2 separate regions of the Cricetulus griseus genome follow, and region 1 is linked to region 2. The links are chromatin contacts, called in public Hi-C maps. All regions are on one chromosome and are shown on one strand. Each heading gives the region's core, a stretch centred on a gene start, on an enhancer-like site or on the middle of the called end of the contact. The rest is flanking DNA. Distances are from core to core; before and after follow the strand shown. Region 1 has its middle 80 kb from the start of Znf706. Region 2 overlaps Grhl2 (grainyhead-like protein 2 homolog).

What was found. A called contact is a pair of places that touch in the nucleus more often than the background predicts.
Region 1: a contact with region 2 is called in a Hi-C map of liver, with 4 times the contacts expected there. The contact joins two enhancer-like sites. A contact is called at or near these places in 3 of 8 Hi-C or Micro-C datasets (the CHL-YN cell line, fibroblasts and liver).

What each region holds. Positions count from the first base shown.
Region 1 is chr10:14,449,081-14,455,525 of CriGri-PICRH-1.0, forward strand. No RefSeq gene overlaps it. Among named protein-coding and RNA genes, the nearest start is that of Znf706, 80 kb to the right of the region's middle. Within about 2 kb of position 1,716, at least 2 of the 6 cell types and tissues checked have open chromatin away from gene starts, as enhancers often do.
Region 2 is chr10:14,274,816-14,281,757 of CriGri-PICRH-1.0, forward strand. It overlaps Grhl2 (grainyhead-like protein 2 homolog), which reads right to left. Exons shown (of 16, transcript XM_027431486.2): 10 at 4,345-4,432; 11 at 3,803-3,942; 12 at 599-630. Among named protein-coding and RNA genes, the nearest start is that of Grhl2, 66 kb to the right of the region's middle. Within about 2 kb of position 4,311, at least 1 of the 6 cell types and tissues checked has open chromatin away from gene starts, as enhancers often do.

The DNA of each region.
Region 1 (6,445 bases), core at 466-2,965, 170 kb after region 2:
AAACTCACACCGTGGGGCTGGGTCCCGTTATCCTGATGAAAACAGAGGCTGCGTGGAGAGAGTCGGGAGGGGGAGGAGTCAGGGGAGACCTCCATCACTTGTCACTTAAGACACACGTGGGATAGTCGCCAGGGGGCTTGAGAAGAAGAAGATGACTGCACGTCTGGGCCAAAGTTCCCTGTCAATCTTCAAAGCAGGCCTCGGTGCCCCAGCAGCGACACAACCTCCCTTTCCATCCACGGGTGCTTAGAACATGCTTCCAGCCCGGTTTTGAATGGAAACACTCTAGGATTGTCTGTGGCTGTCTCTTTTTTGTTTGGTTTTAGAGACAGGGCTTCCCCGTGTAGCCCTGGCTATCCTGGAATTCGCTCTGTTGACCAGGCTAGCCTTGAACTCAGAGAGATCCACCTGCCTCTGCCTCCCAAGTGCTGGGATTAAAGGTGTGCGGCTGTGGCTATCTTAAGTGTGGTGCGCGGTGTGATGCGTTAATGAACAAGCTATGCTTATGACTGGTTACCATGAACACATCTTGGTGAAGAGCGGAGGAGGTGGCTCTCAGGATAACCTGCCCTGTGAGCGCTGAGAAGAAAGTAGACCAATGCCCAAGGGCACAGCTCCCATGTAGAGCCAGGCAATGCTTCGTGCATGCCCGCTGTCCCGCTGATACATGTCTCTCTGGCCCTCAGGAGGCTGAGGCATGAGGATGGCCATGAATTCGAGGTCTGCCCGGGCTACATCGTGAGTGAGACCTTATCTCAGGAAAAAAAAAAAAAAAAAGTTAAGGGGACAGAGGTGGTGGTGATGCATGGGTTCTGAGAATTACAACGGCATCAGCCTTAACCAGGACGAAGAACCTTGGTGTTTTCTGCTTTAAAATTTTGTCTCCTAAACCAGGCAGTGGTGGCGCTCGCCTTTAATCCCAGCATTCGGGGAGACAGAGGCAGGTGGATCTCTGAACTGGAGGCCAGCTTGGGCTACAGAGGGAGTTCCAGGGCAGCCAAGGCTACACAGAGAAACCCTGCTCCAAAAAACAAACAAAACAAAAACAAACGCGCAAACCAAAGAGTTCTTTCCTTTGCTCAAGATCCCCATTCCTTCTCAGCAGTGATTTTTAATGAGGGAGCTGGGTTGCCCTCACGTGACCTTTGTCAGTACCTGGAGATGCTTAGTGATTGCAGCCAAGGTTGGAGTGCCACTGTAGGTGGGGACCAGGGATGTGGCTGAATATCCCACAATGCACAGCTCCCTACATCAAAGTTTCTCCAGCTCCAAATGTCAACAGGGCCGAGGCTGAGCCGCACTTTCATGTCATGGTGTTGTTAAAAAGTATCTATTTAACTAAGTCACAATACAGTCTGATTGGCTGACAGGCCACACAGAGACCTTCTAGGGCGAGCTGACTTTAAACGAGGTTTCTGTTTGATGGAGAGCTTTAAATTAGTCTCTCTACCTCTTTCTCCCGCCCTCCCTTTCCCCCCCCCACACACACCCCCACACATTTTCCCTCCTTCCCCCCCCCCTCTCTCTCTCTCTCTCTCTCACACACACACACACACACACACACACAGTTCTGGGAGAAATCCTTTGTATGTGTGTTCGGGAGGCCCTCCCAGTTTTTCCTATGAGGTTGCTATGACATCCACCTACTCCATGGCTGTAGATAGACCAGCCCTGCCAAGTATTCCTGTCCAAGGCTGAAGTGAAGACGCTGGTGTGAAGTCTCCACCTACCTGCAGTTGCTGGAAACACAAATACTGACCGACAAACCACTCATTTGCATGACCATGTGATAGGCGAGCCTGGAACTTAGTCATAAACAGGTCAGGGGCTGCCCTGATCACTGTCCCTGCCCAGCGCATTTCCAGCTATATAATGTACAACTGCCTGTGTTGGGTCACACCTCCTTAGTCTTAGTGACAAACACAAACCAGCAGGAGGCTTTACAATGTTCTATGGCCAGGTTGACCCTACAACTTGTAACAGGAACCTTTAGTGGTGACACCATCCATCAGTGTGTAAGTTTATTTTTCTGAGGGGTAGCATCCACATACAATGTGCACACGCCTCAAGCGATCCCACATCCAGGAGTCTCAGAAGAAATGAAAGCAGGGTATCAAAAAGAATCTGGACATCCATACTCACAACATCGGTCTCTGTAGCTTAAAAACACAGTGTCCACCACCATAGGTACAAACAGAATGTGGTCCAGACACATACAAAAGAATATTGCTGGAGCTGGGCGGTGGTGGCAGGCGGATCTCTGCGAGTTCAAAACCACCCTGGGGGGCTGGAGAGATGGCTCAGAGGTTAAGAGCACTGGCTGCTCTTCCAGAGGTCCTGAGTTCAATTCCCAGCAACCACATGTGACTCACAACCATCTATAATGAGATCTGGCGCCCTCTGCTGGCGTGCAAGCATATATGCAGGCAGAACACTGTACTATAATAAATAAAATCTTAAAAAAAATAAAAACTAGAACAGTGCTCAACCTTAGAATTTACGACGATCAGTAAAACACAGGCGAAACTTTATGTCAAGGAAAGTAAGCCAGTGACAAAGAGACAAGCAGTGTGTCATTCTATTTTTATGAAAATCCTAGTCAATTTCAGAGGGACAGAAAGAACAGGAGCTGGGAGTGGGTGGGGACTGAGTAATTCATAAAGTGCCCGTTTTTCACAATAGTGTGAACTCATTCACTGATACTAACCTGGGCCCTCAGAATGGTGAGTTTTTTTGCTTGCTTGCTTGCTTGCTTGTTTCTTGAAACAGGCTCTTACTATGTAGCCCTGGCAGGCCTGTTCTTCACTGGTCTAGAAAATAAAAGGCCAGAGTCAGATATGGAGGGAAAGGCTGAGAGATCAGAGAGAAGGAGCAAACCACAGCCACACCTTACCTCCTCATCATCTCAGCAGAGAAGAGAGCGATTTCCTGTTTCTCCCTGCTTACATCCTGTTTCTGCCCAGCTACGTCACTTCCTGTCTGTCTGTACAGACCTCCAGACCTCTATGGTTAGCTAGGGGCAAGCTCCATCCTCTGACCCCCAGACAGGCTTTATTTCTGCAAGAAAGATATCGCCACAGTAGCCCATTTCCAGTATTACTCACCAGAGTCCCTTGAGAACGACATTCATCTCTTCTGGACGGCACCTACCAGACCTAATGACCCTTCACTATGTCCCATCCTTTAAGGCTGACACTAAACCTCCAAGACACAACTCGTGGATGGAAGGTTCCGTCTAGATTCCAGCCACAAGGCCTTCTCATGATGAGCAGAGGTAGCTGGCTGTGGCTTTTACAGGAGCGTTTCTCTCCTCGTGACACTTCCCAGGCACAGATTTCTCCCATCGGGGCCACAAAGAGCCTTTTTGTTCTTGTTCCATGCAATCAACAAAGTCTTCTCTGTGTCCAGCCAGGAAAAGGAGGAACCCTGTAGCTTAATTAGGATGAATCTACTCAACGTCTCTCGGAGAGACATGTTGTTCCATCTTCGAGAACACTAAAATGGCTGAGAGGAGACAATTAACGTTGCTGTGAGAACATCAAAATCCTCTGACATTTCAGAGCTGACATTTTCAGCATCAACCTTTCTATGACAAGATATTTATCATTTAATAAGTCTGGGATTTGGATGTAAAGACGGTGTGTAACAGGCCTGGAGACTGAGTAGAAGAAGGGTTAGGAAGAAGAAAGCCAGTACATTTCTGCTGAGAAAAATGTTAAGAAAGACACACTCCTGGGTGTTACTTTGTCTGTGTGGCTCAGGTTGGACAGTGTCAGCTGGAGGGAAACACTTAGATGTCAGAGGAGCAGGAGCAAGGATAGTGTAGACAGACGGACTCTCTCCAACACTAAGTTCTAGACTTCTTCACTATTTGCCTCCATCCAAACTCACCCAGAATGAAAATACTCATTTCATTCCCATACGTCCTACCGGGATGTCCAAACAGACACAGACTCGAGTGGAAAGCTATAGGTATGTCTTCACAACAACAAAAACTTGTTAACTAAGGGATTCCATACCCTCCTTCCTCTATTAATACTGGTTAGGACTCTTTTATGAGTAAAATTTTCACCTCTTTTTCTTTTATTCTCTGATGTTTAGACCCAAGAGAAATGGAAATGATCACAGATCAAAGGAGGCCTTATGATTAAAAAATTAACGTGTGTGTGTGTGTGTGTGTGTGTGTGTGTGTGTGTGTGTGTGTGTGTGTGAACACACAGGTGGGTTAGAATGTGTGTTGCACAAGTAAATGTAAGAGGACAACCTTGAGTGTCATTCTTCAGACCCTTTACCTTCTGTTTGAGACAGAAAAAAAAGTTTCTAGGCCCCAAGCAGGCAAAGCCTGTCTGAGCTCCCAAGGATGGCCCTGTTTCTGACTCCCATCTCGTCATTGCTGGGATCACATGCAATCTACAGAGCCCAGCATTTTACCCTGGCTTGGGGGATCTGTGTCTGTGCTCTGTATACACAGCACTGTGTATGCTTTCTCTTTAATAGGCCCCCTAGGCCAGCCACTCTCCTGGGTTATTTTCTTACAGCATGACGAGGTCAGTGAAGACTGACGGGATGTCAGGCCCTCCCAGGACCCATCCCTGAGCATTCCCCACTGGACCCTGCTCTCAGCACTCAGGGCTTCTGTCTGTGGTGCTTTGGCAAATATCTAGCAATAGGCACTTCCAAAGGCAATGCTCTGCATCTTCTGGTTCCCCTGGTGCCAGCAATATTAGCAGTGCCATTACCAGGTCACTGAACGTGGAGATGGGAAGAGAAGTTCTGACGGGACTGACTCTGGAACCCTGTGTAGGTGCAGGACCCAGCCCCTGACTACTGTGGCTGAGTGGCCATGTCTTCTTTTCCTAGTGAGCAGGGGGGTCACAGGCAGAATCATTCCTGATTCTGATAATCAGAAAAACACTTGAGACAGTTGAAAAATCCCATGGGCTGTGGTGTCCTGTTTTATCATCTCCCCTCTTCCAGGGGAACCAGAACCAGGATTAGGGAAACCGCAGGCCCCGAATGCTGTTAAATATGTCCAATGCCAGCAGTAGCCACAACCATGATCCCAGCATGACGTGCAGGTTAAATGTGAGAGACATGGTGTCAGGATCCAGATATAGGACAACTAGCTGGACTATTTTTTATGTAAATTAAGCTAAAGTCATTAAAGTGATGGAAAAGAAAAGCAGATATAGAGTCCTACTCACACACAGCAAAGAAAAAGGAGTCAATTGAGCAAAGAGCACTGTCTTCAACCCTCACCGTAAGTCTATAGGTAGAGACGCCAGGTGTATCGTCATCAGGTAGCCTTGTTTCCCACATAAGCCACAGCTAGGTAAGCTGGGGATGACAACACTTGTCATCCCAGAACTTGGGGGGGTTGGAGGCAGATGGATCAGAAGTTTAAGGACATCTTATGTTACACAGGCCAGCCTGTGACATTGTTGCTGGTTTTTCTTTCCTGCTTGGTTCTGCTGCTGCTTCAGCCACAAATAAGCACACAGAGACTTCTATTAATTTATAAACTGTTGGCTGATGGCTAGGGCTTCTTACTGGCTAGCTCTGTCTTAATTATTAACCCATTTCTATTAATCTAAGTATTTCCACGTGGTCTTATCTTACTGGAGAAGGGTCGGGACCTGTTACTCCTTCCTCTGCTACATGGCGTCTCTCAAGGTCTCTCCTGTCTATTTTTCCTAGAATTCTCCTTGTCTCTTAGCCCTACCTATCTTCCTGCCTTTACTAGCTATTGGTCAAACAGTGTTTAATTTGTCAACCAGTAAGAGAAACATATATACAGGACATCCCCCATCATACCACAAGATACCCTATCAAAATAAATAAAAGTAGGGAAAGAAAGAAAGGAAGAGAAAGAAAAGCTATGGCCAAATATAATTATACTTTTTGTTTGTACAAGGACCGAGTGGAGACATGAATTCCAAGAGGTTTGTCAATTCTAAGTAATCTTATTCAGGACTGGAATTCTCAAAGATTGTTGGTCCAATCAAAAGAGTCAATCTAGAAGTTTCTTAGGCTCTGGTGATGTTTAGGTATTATACAGTACGTTTTGTATTATTTTAGAGTTTCTTTTTGGATTCCTCTTAATGGATTGTTTTGAGACAGGGTCTCACTATGTGGTTTAGGCTGACCTTTGACCTCACAGTACATTCCTGTACCAGCCCCCCCCCCCCCAAGCACTGGGATTGCAGATGAGAGCCACCATCCCTGGACCCAGACTCAGATACAGTGACACACATTGACTATCAAAGGTGTTTTCATTAGAGTCATCTCTACAGTATTGTGGCTACATTTAAAAATAAAACAAAATATGGGGGCTGGGGAGATGGCTCAGCAGTTAAAAGCACTGGCTGTCTTTCTAGGAGGCTCAGGTTCAATTCCCAGCACTACATAGTGACTCAGAATCATCTCTAAATCCGGTTCCAGGGGA
Region 2 (6,942 bases), core at 3,061-5,560:
GTAACTACAGCCTTGAAAAGTGTTGTCTCAATGGCTTTAGAACAGCCTTTTTGTGGCTGCATACTTCTGAGTATGTCAAACGAATTAAAGATAGAAAGCACACTGAAGACTTAGCTGCCCCTGAAAATCTCCAGGTGGTCACATGTTCTCGGCAAAGAGGGAGAGCATCTCGTCCCTGTTACACAGAGACAAAAGGGGAAGGCGCTGGGAGACAACCTCTTCTCTAAAGCCCACGGGACAGCAAACAGATTCTCAACCTGCTCGGTCCCCGTCAAAGTGGACAATCTGTAGCGAAAGGCCTCGGGAGCTGTCTTTGCTCTCAGGCTCTCAGCTAGATCCTGTGTTGGGGTCAACAATGTGACCCCAAAGAAAGATTCCAGCAAATGGTGCCCAAGATGGGTCACTTTTATCGCAAGGAGATCACAGGAAGGAAGGAGAGCAGGAAGAAGAGTGTGCAGGGAGAAAGGGTGGCCCCTTGGCAGTTAAGTCACGACACATGGAAAGTCCCCGCCTCCCACGCAGGGTGGCCCAGGGCCAGAAGGTGCACGGCCACCCATACAAACGTTACGTGTTTAGAATGAAATGACTCGTGTCTTACCCTTCTCGTTCATCGTCTGTGTTGTAATACACCTGTCGGGGGACACAATAGGCACACATAAGACCAGGAATGGTACAAACTGTCTCTCAAGAAGAAGAAAGATACATTTGACTAACAATGTCCTCTCTCTCACTCTCTCTCTCTCTCTCTCTCTCTCTGTGTGTGTGTGTGTGTGTGTGTGTGTGTGTGTGTGTGTGTGTCTAAGGAAATGTAGCCTCCTCACATTCTCCCTTGCGATAATGTTTAGATTTTATAAAGTAAACTCAGAAACGTCACTCTTTCTAGCTAAAGCTAGTCTGGGGTAACCAGATTACTCTGCCCTTCTGCCAAACGTTGCCCCCGATGTTAAGAAAATCCATTATTGAAATCTAAACACATGGTTTGGAAAGGCTGCGCTAGCTCCATTGATGGGCTGGCTCTGGACGTCACGCTACCAGAAGAAGGTAGACAGGTGAACCATAGCGGCAACAGGGCCTCTGTGTTTGCTCCCCAAAGGGGTCTGGCCTTCCCTGGATTCCCATAGCCACAGAAATGTAAGATCTTAAAGAAACAAATGGCTAACTGAGGTGCCTATTTAACCAGCAGCAGACGCTGGCCAGTGCTCCCAGCATCCCTCAGTACCTATGGCTCTGCCCAGCACTTCTCAGCCTGCACCCCACCCTAAACCTCTCCCTCCCAGGGGAGGGCGAAGGGCTTCCCATCCCCCAGTCTGATCCCTATATAACAGCCATTTTGGCAATGTGGTTCTCTTGGCCTGTTAGCCTGGGTTGTATCTGTTGGTTGAAGACTCCTCTCTGGCTCTCCCTCTCCCTCTCTCCTCTCATGGTCTGCTGGCCATATTCAGCCTGGCCTCTTCTCTCTGCCTGTTTTCTCCCTTACGCTTACAGTAAAAGTCTTCTCCATGCTACTTTAGAACTGGTCACGTCCCCTCTTTTCACTTCAGGTTTTTTCATTCATTAGCCATCTTGAGACTGTAAAGGTCACCCTGGCAAAAGGAAGATCCCCCAAGGACAAGTGTCTTTAAGAGAGCTCAGTGTTGAGCACAATCAGAATTAAAGAAATTTCAAAGCCTCCTGCTGGGCAGCGGTGGCACGCACAGAGGCAGATGCAGAGACAAGCGAGTCTCTGTGAGTTCAAAGCCAGCGTGGTCTACAGAGGGAGTTCCAAGACAGCCAGGGCTACACAGAGAAAAACCCTGTCTCAAACCTCCCCCACCCCCACCCCCAAAAAAAGAAGAAGCAAAGAAAATGGGAAGCCTCTTTCTGAACTGATGGGGCAGGGTACAGGGTCTGTTTGGAAGTGTAGCCTCTTGCCCCTGTTACTTCTAAAGCTTAACAGTGAGCCTTTGGGGAATTGTATCTGTGTGCTGTGGAGACATTTGTGTTTGGGTGGACAAGAATAGCCAAGTCAGTATAGGACATCCATGTAATCTCTTCGAATGCTGTCACTGTGGCTGGGAATGGGCAGGCTACTCCCTTCCCATATCCTCTCAGAGGCTTCCAGTAGCACTGGGAGTGGGGGTGGGGTGTGTGCCAATCCCAGGCCTAGGTGTATAACAGCTACCTGAAATGCCCCAGGTTGAATCATTCTAGCCATCAGCTTGGATATGTATAAGAACTCTTTTGTTCTGATTTTTTTTTATGACTTTTGCTATATTGGATTTTGTTTCTTCTTAAACAGTAGGCCATAAATGTTAACACTGTGTTCTCACCACCTCAAAATTCAGTGTGACATTCTTCTGCCTCTCAGGGACCTCCTTAGTAGCATCTAGCTCTTCCCAGAAAGCAACCTTTAAAAGCTCCAGCTAGCCAATGTCCTGTCCTTCTGCTATGCAAAGCGATTGACAACAGGCTGCTCACAGGACAGCCAGGACCTCTAGGCAGGATCCCTTCTGACTCTCTCACTCAGAATCCAGAGTCACAGGGAACCCAAAGGTACTGTGAATGGGGCTCAGGCCAAGCAGTACCAAGCCGCTAGGCCGCTTTGGTGAGGATGACAAACTCTAAAAGGTCACACATCTCCTCAGAGTCTGCCTTGGGTATGACACTGAGGGGATGAGTGAGATTGTCAGGCCAGCCAGGCTGGGGCACTATCTTCCTAAAGATTCTGAGAGATCTTGCCAAGGGACTACGTCAGGCTGTCAGGGTGATAATCAGAGACGTGACAAGCAGCAGGACAGTCTAACTCATTTACTGCCCTTCTGGAAGATATGGGGACCTCACTTCATGTGAAGTACAGCTACATGCTTGGGAGCTTTTTTAAAAAAGAAAAAGAAAAAAAAAAATGGCCAGAAGGGCTGGAGAGGGGACTCAGTTGTTGAGAGCACTGACTGCTCTTCCAGAGATCCTGAGTTCAATTCCCAGCAACCACATGGCGGCTCACAACTGTCTGTAATTCCAAGATCTGACACCCTCACACAGACATGCATGCAGGCAAAACGTCGATGTACATAATATAAGAATAAATAAATTTTTAAAAATCTCAGTTAGTGTGGCCAAAAACAGATCTGGTGGGTGCTAAGAAACCTCTTTTCTCCACACAGTTAAGCAACCTTAAGGAAGAAAGGAGTGTGTGTGTGTGTGGGGGGGGGCTCAGCCATCAATTAACATACGAGGCCAGTGGGCAGCTCAATTAGTGGCTTCGGAGCACAGGGCACAGACACACTGGTACCCTAATTTTGTTTTTAATCGAGCAACATCGTAACTAGCTCTCCTGTGGATACGCAGTTCTCATCATTAAACTTGTAGCATCCGCATAACGAAACTGTCACCATGACCCAACTATTATTGAACATTTGTTTGGTTTTAAGTCCTTCATTTCATTTGGAGGCATAACCATAGGACTTAGTTTTATGAAGGAAGATCTAACATATGTTTTTTCATCATTCAGATGACAAATTGATCTATACAGTCAATGAGAGCTATTAATTTACTAAGAAAAAAAAATTGTTGACAGGGTCTCAATTTCTCCCCGCTGGGTTGGTGTGGGACGTTATTGATGCAGTTTTACTTCTCACCACTAGGTGGCGATATGCGCCCTGATAGAGTCAGCTACGTGCAGGAAAACACAACTTCTTCCAGGCAGGTGATTAGCTTTCTCCTGTTGCTCTGTCAACAATTTTCTTTGTTTGCCTTAGTCAGTATTCTCTCCCGAGCACCAGCAAGGGCGCGCCGGGCGACAGGAGGGTGTGAGCATGGGTCTTACCTGTCCAGTCCTCTGCAGGTTTGCAAAGTGGACATCTGGGATGAACAGTACCGGCTGCGAGTGCAGGTCCGGCATGGTTTTGAAGTAGGTGATGTCACTCTTCTTCTGTAAAGGTAAGGCGGCCAACTTCCCATCAGAGGCTGCGTGCAAACACAAAGCCGGTGAACAGGGTTCCGTGTGTCTGAGAAGTCTCGGCTATCAATCCGCCTTAGCCAAAATCCACGACATGACAAGGCTTTCAATAAACAGACCCAATAAACAAAACAGAAACTGTGGGCTCCTAGAAAGTACTGTGTGTGGATGGAAGGCTTCTCACCTCCTGCTGCACGCCCTGAGTCCTGAGCTTAAGACGCCTGCTTGCTTGCCTATGAATGACACCCCACCCACGCACCCAGTCTCTTCTGCCAGGGCAAAGCAGGCCATGTCTTAGACTAGCTTTGCACCTTCCCCTGTAGCCTGCTTCCTTCTGTCTGTCTTCTCAAAGGACCCAGCTGGCTGCAGTCTCCCCTTAGCAGTCTGGGCAGGGGGTGGGGGTGACTCACAGTTGTTGCACTGCGTTTGGGAGGCCTGGCCCTTCCCTTTCTTCCTGTTCTGCTTTCTCTCTTCATCACGGATTTTTCTTTCTGCTCCCTGAGAGGGAAAACAGAGACCAAGCGGGGTATGTTCTCAGAGCGTGCAAGGATATTGACAGACAGACAGACAGACAGACAGACAGACAGACACACACACACAGGCACATGTGCTCTCTCTCTCTGTCTGTCTCTCTCTCTCTTACACACACACACACACACACACACACCATAAAAATGGGAAACTAAACAAGGAAAGGAGGCCAGGAAGCCTCAGCTCCCTCCTGCAAGTGCAACCCTCCGGTCTACATGCTACACACTGACCTGTGAGAGATGCCAGCGACCCAGCTTGCCTCCTAGCCCTGTCTCAGGCCTATTTTATGAACTTGAGCTTCGAATCCATGTGGAAAGAACCAGCTTAGTTTTCTAGCTCAGTGTCACTCTAACAGAATGGCCTAGGCACTGGCACACTGGGTCCTAGGCACAGACAGCTTTCAGATGCATATGACCCGCTCTGTGCAAGTTTTTCTCTGCTTACGGTTATGAACTTTAAAAATAATCACCACAGGAAGAAATAAAGGCATGCTCTTCTCTGAGGTGTAGCCACACAAAGGTGAGGGATCACTCTGCACACGGGAGCATCAATGTCGCCCTACATGCTTGAACACGGTGTTCATACCACACAGAAGCGTGCACCCACTTCCTTCGGCACGCCTGCTGTTCGTAATCGGGCTTTCTTATTGGCCAAACTCAAGGCCACTTACTAAGCCTTATCCTGCTTCACTAGCTGACCAGCCGTCCCTCACGGCCGGCATGATTTGCTGTTCATTTTTCTTGTTGGCTGCTTGTTAGCTTATTTCCCTCCTCTCATGATCCCAAGGTGGTTTCCTCTTGCTTTCTTTCTTCCGGCTTCGGGAGAACTCACCAGCACCGTGTATTCACAGCGCCCTAGACAGTGACATTCGTGGGACATCCAGGCCTAAGTTTCTTCCCAAGGTCTCGGTCCATATTAATAATAGCCCCCCCCCAACCCCAAGTAGCTATTTAAGAGACAGTGTCATAGAAAGCACCGGGCAACCTCCAACCTTTAGAAATGGCCTGAAACTATCACAGACAAAACAGTCTTGATATAAAATGCACTCCCTCCAGAGCAAGCAAGAAACGAAGGAAGGAAGGAAGGAAGAAAATATTACATAAACTGGGCATTGGTGGCACACACCTTTAATCCCAGCACTCGGGAGGCAGAGGCAGGTGGACCTCTGTGAATTCGAGGCCAGCCTGGTCTACAGAGTGAGTGCCAGGACAGACAGCTCTGAGCTCTCCAGGAGTTGACTTTACCCTCACCAGTTTCCCCCAGAACATGACTTCTCCCTGGAACAGAACTTTACTGTGTAACTTCTCATGGAAAACAACATGACAATATTCGGTCTGTTTGCTCACACCCATCAACTCGGGCCTGCAGAATGTGCCGTCCCACACTTCTCTGCTCTGCAGTGAGCACCTTGTGCAATCTCTCTTTTGTAAAGCAGCTCCATTATTCGCCCTCTAAGCAGCTGGTATCACACGGGTCTTCAAATGATCCATGCTGCCCTTACAGTTGGGTCAATCTCTTACAGGGGTCCACTTACACTTGGGCGATCTCTTGTACTGACCCTCAGAGTTTACATTTTGTTACTGTAACTATTATGTCTCTCCTATAGTATCAGGAGATGAGAGCACTATGTGCGCTGAGTGTGTAAGAACTGATGAACTTAATTTTGTAGGTGTGATTGCTGTTCCCAAAAGTCTAGGTGAGGCCCCAGGCAACACATCAAATGTCAGGATTACACTGATGTATTCTAAGATAGTATCCACACCCTGTGACTGTTCTAGATCTGTCATTTCAGCTGTGTATTCGACCAAAGCACAGACGCTCCCCTTGTTCCAGACCAGAGAGTTCATGTCTGAAGTAAAGCCTTTAACACCGGTGACATCATGAGGCTGATCCCTCATGATTCCTGTGCCCTTATTGAAGGGACCAGCTCCCCATTTTGGCAGCCATAACAGCTGAACATGTGCTTGTCTGACCTTGTCTTAGTCACTAAGGTCAGATGCCTGCCTCGTGGCAAGGAACCAATCAGAAGTTAGCTGGTAGTGCTATGCTTTACGGCTCTGGGTGTGCTTTACGGACAAGTGCACAGCAATGACGCGCAGAGCATAGCAACCACCCTGGGAGGGCCTATGGGCCATAACAACCAGTTGACCAATCAACACAGGGCAAGCCCTCCAAGCCTGGAGGCACACCAATCCTGAGCCTGTGCGTACCCCTAGACACTCCCCTTACGCTGCCCTACAAGATCTCTATGCAGCCAGTTCAAGCTGTCTTTTCTAGCCATCCACCATGGCTGTGGGTGAAAGACCCGAGCTAACACGGGGTTAACTCGTTAAACAACAATAAAGCCTCATGCAGTTTGCATCAACCTTTCGAATCTGCCTGGTGATTGGGGTGAGCGAGGTCCTGGGCTGAGATCCTGGAGGCCTGAGCTTTCTAGGGGTCTAACATTATGAAGAGACACAAAGCACAGGAGAGCT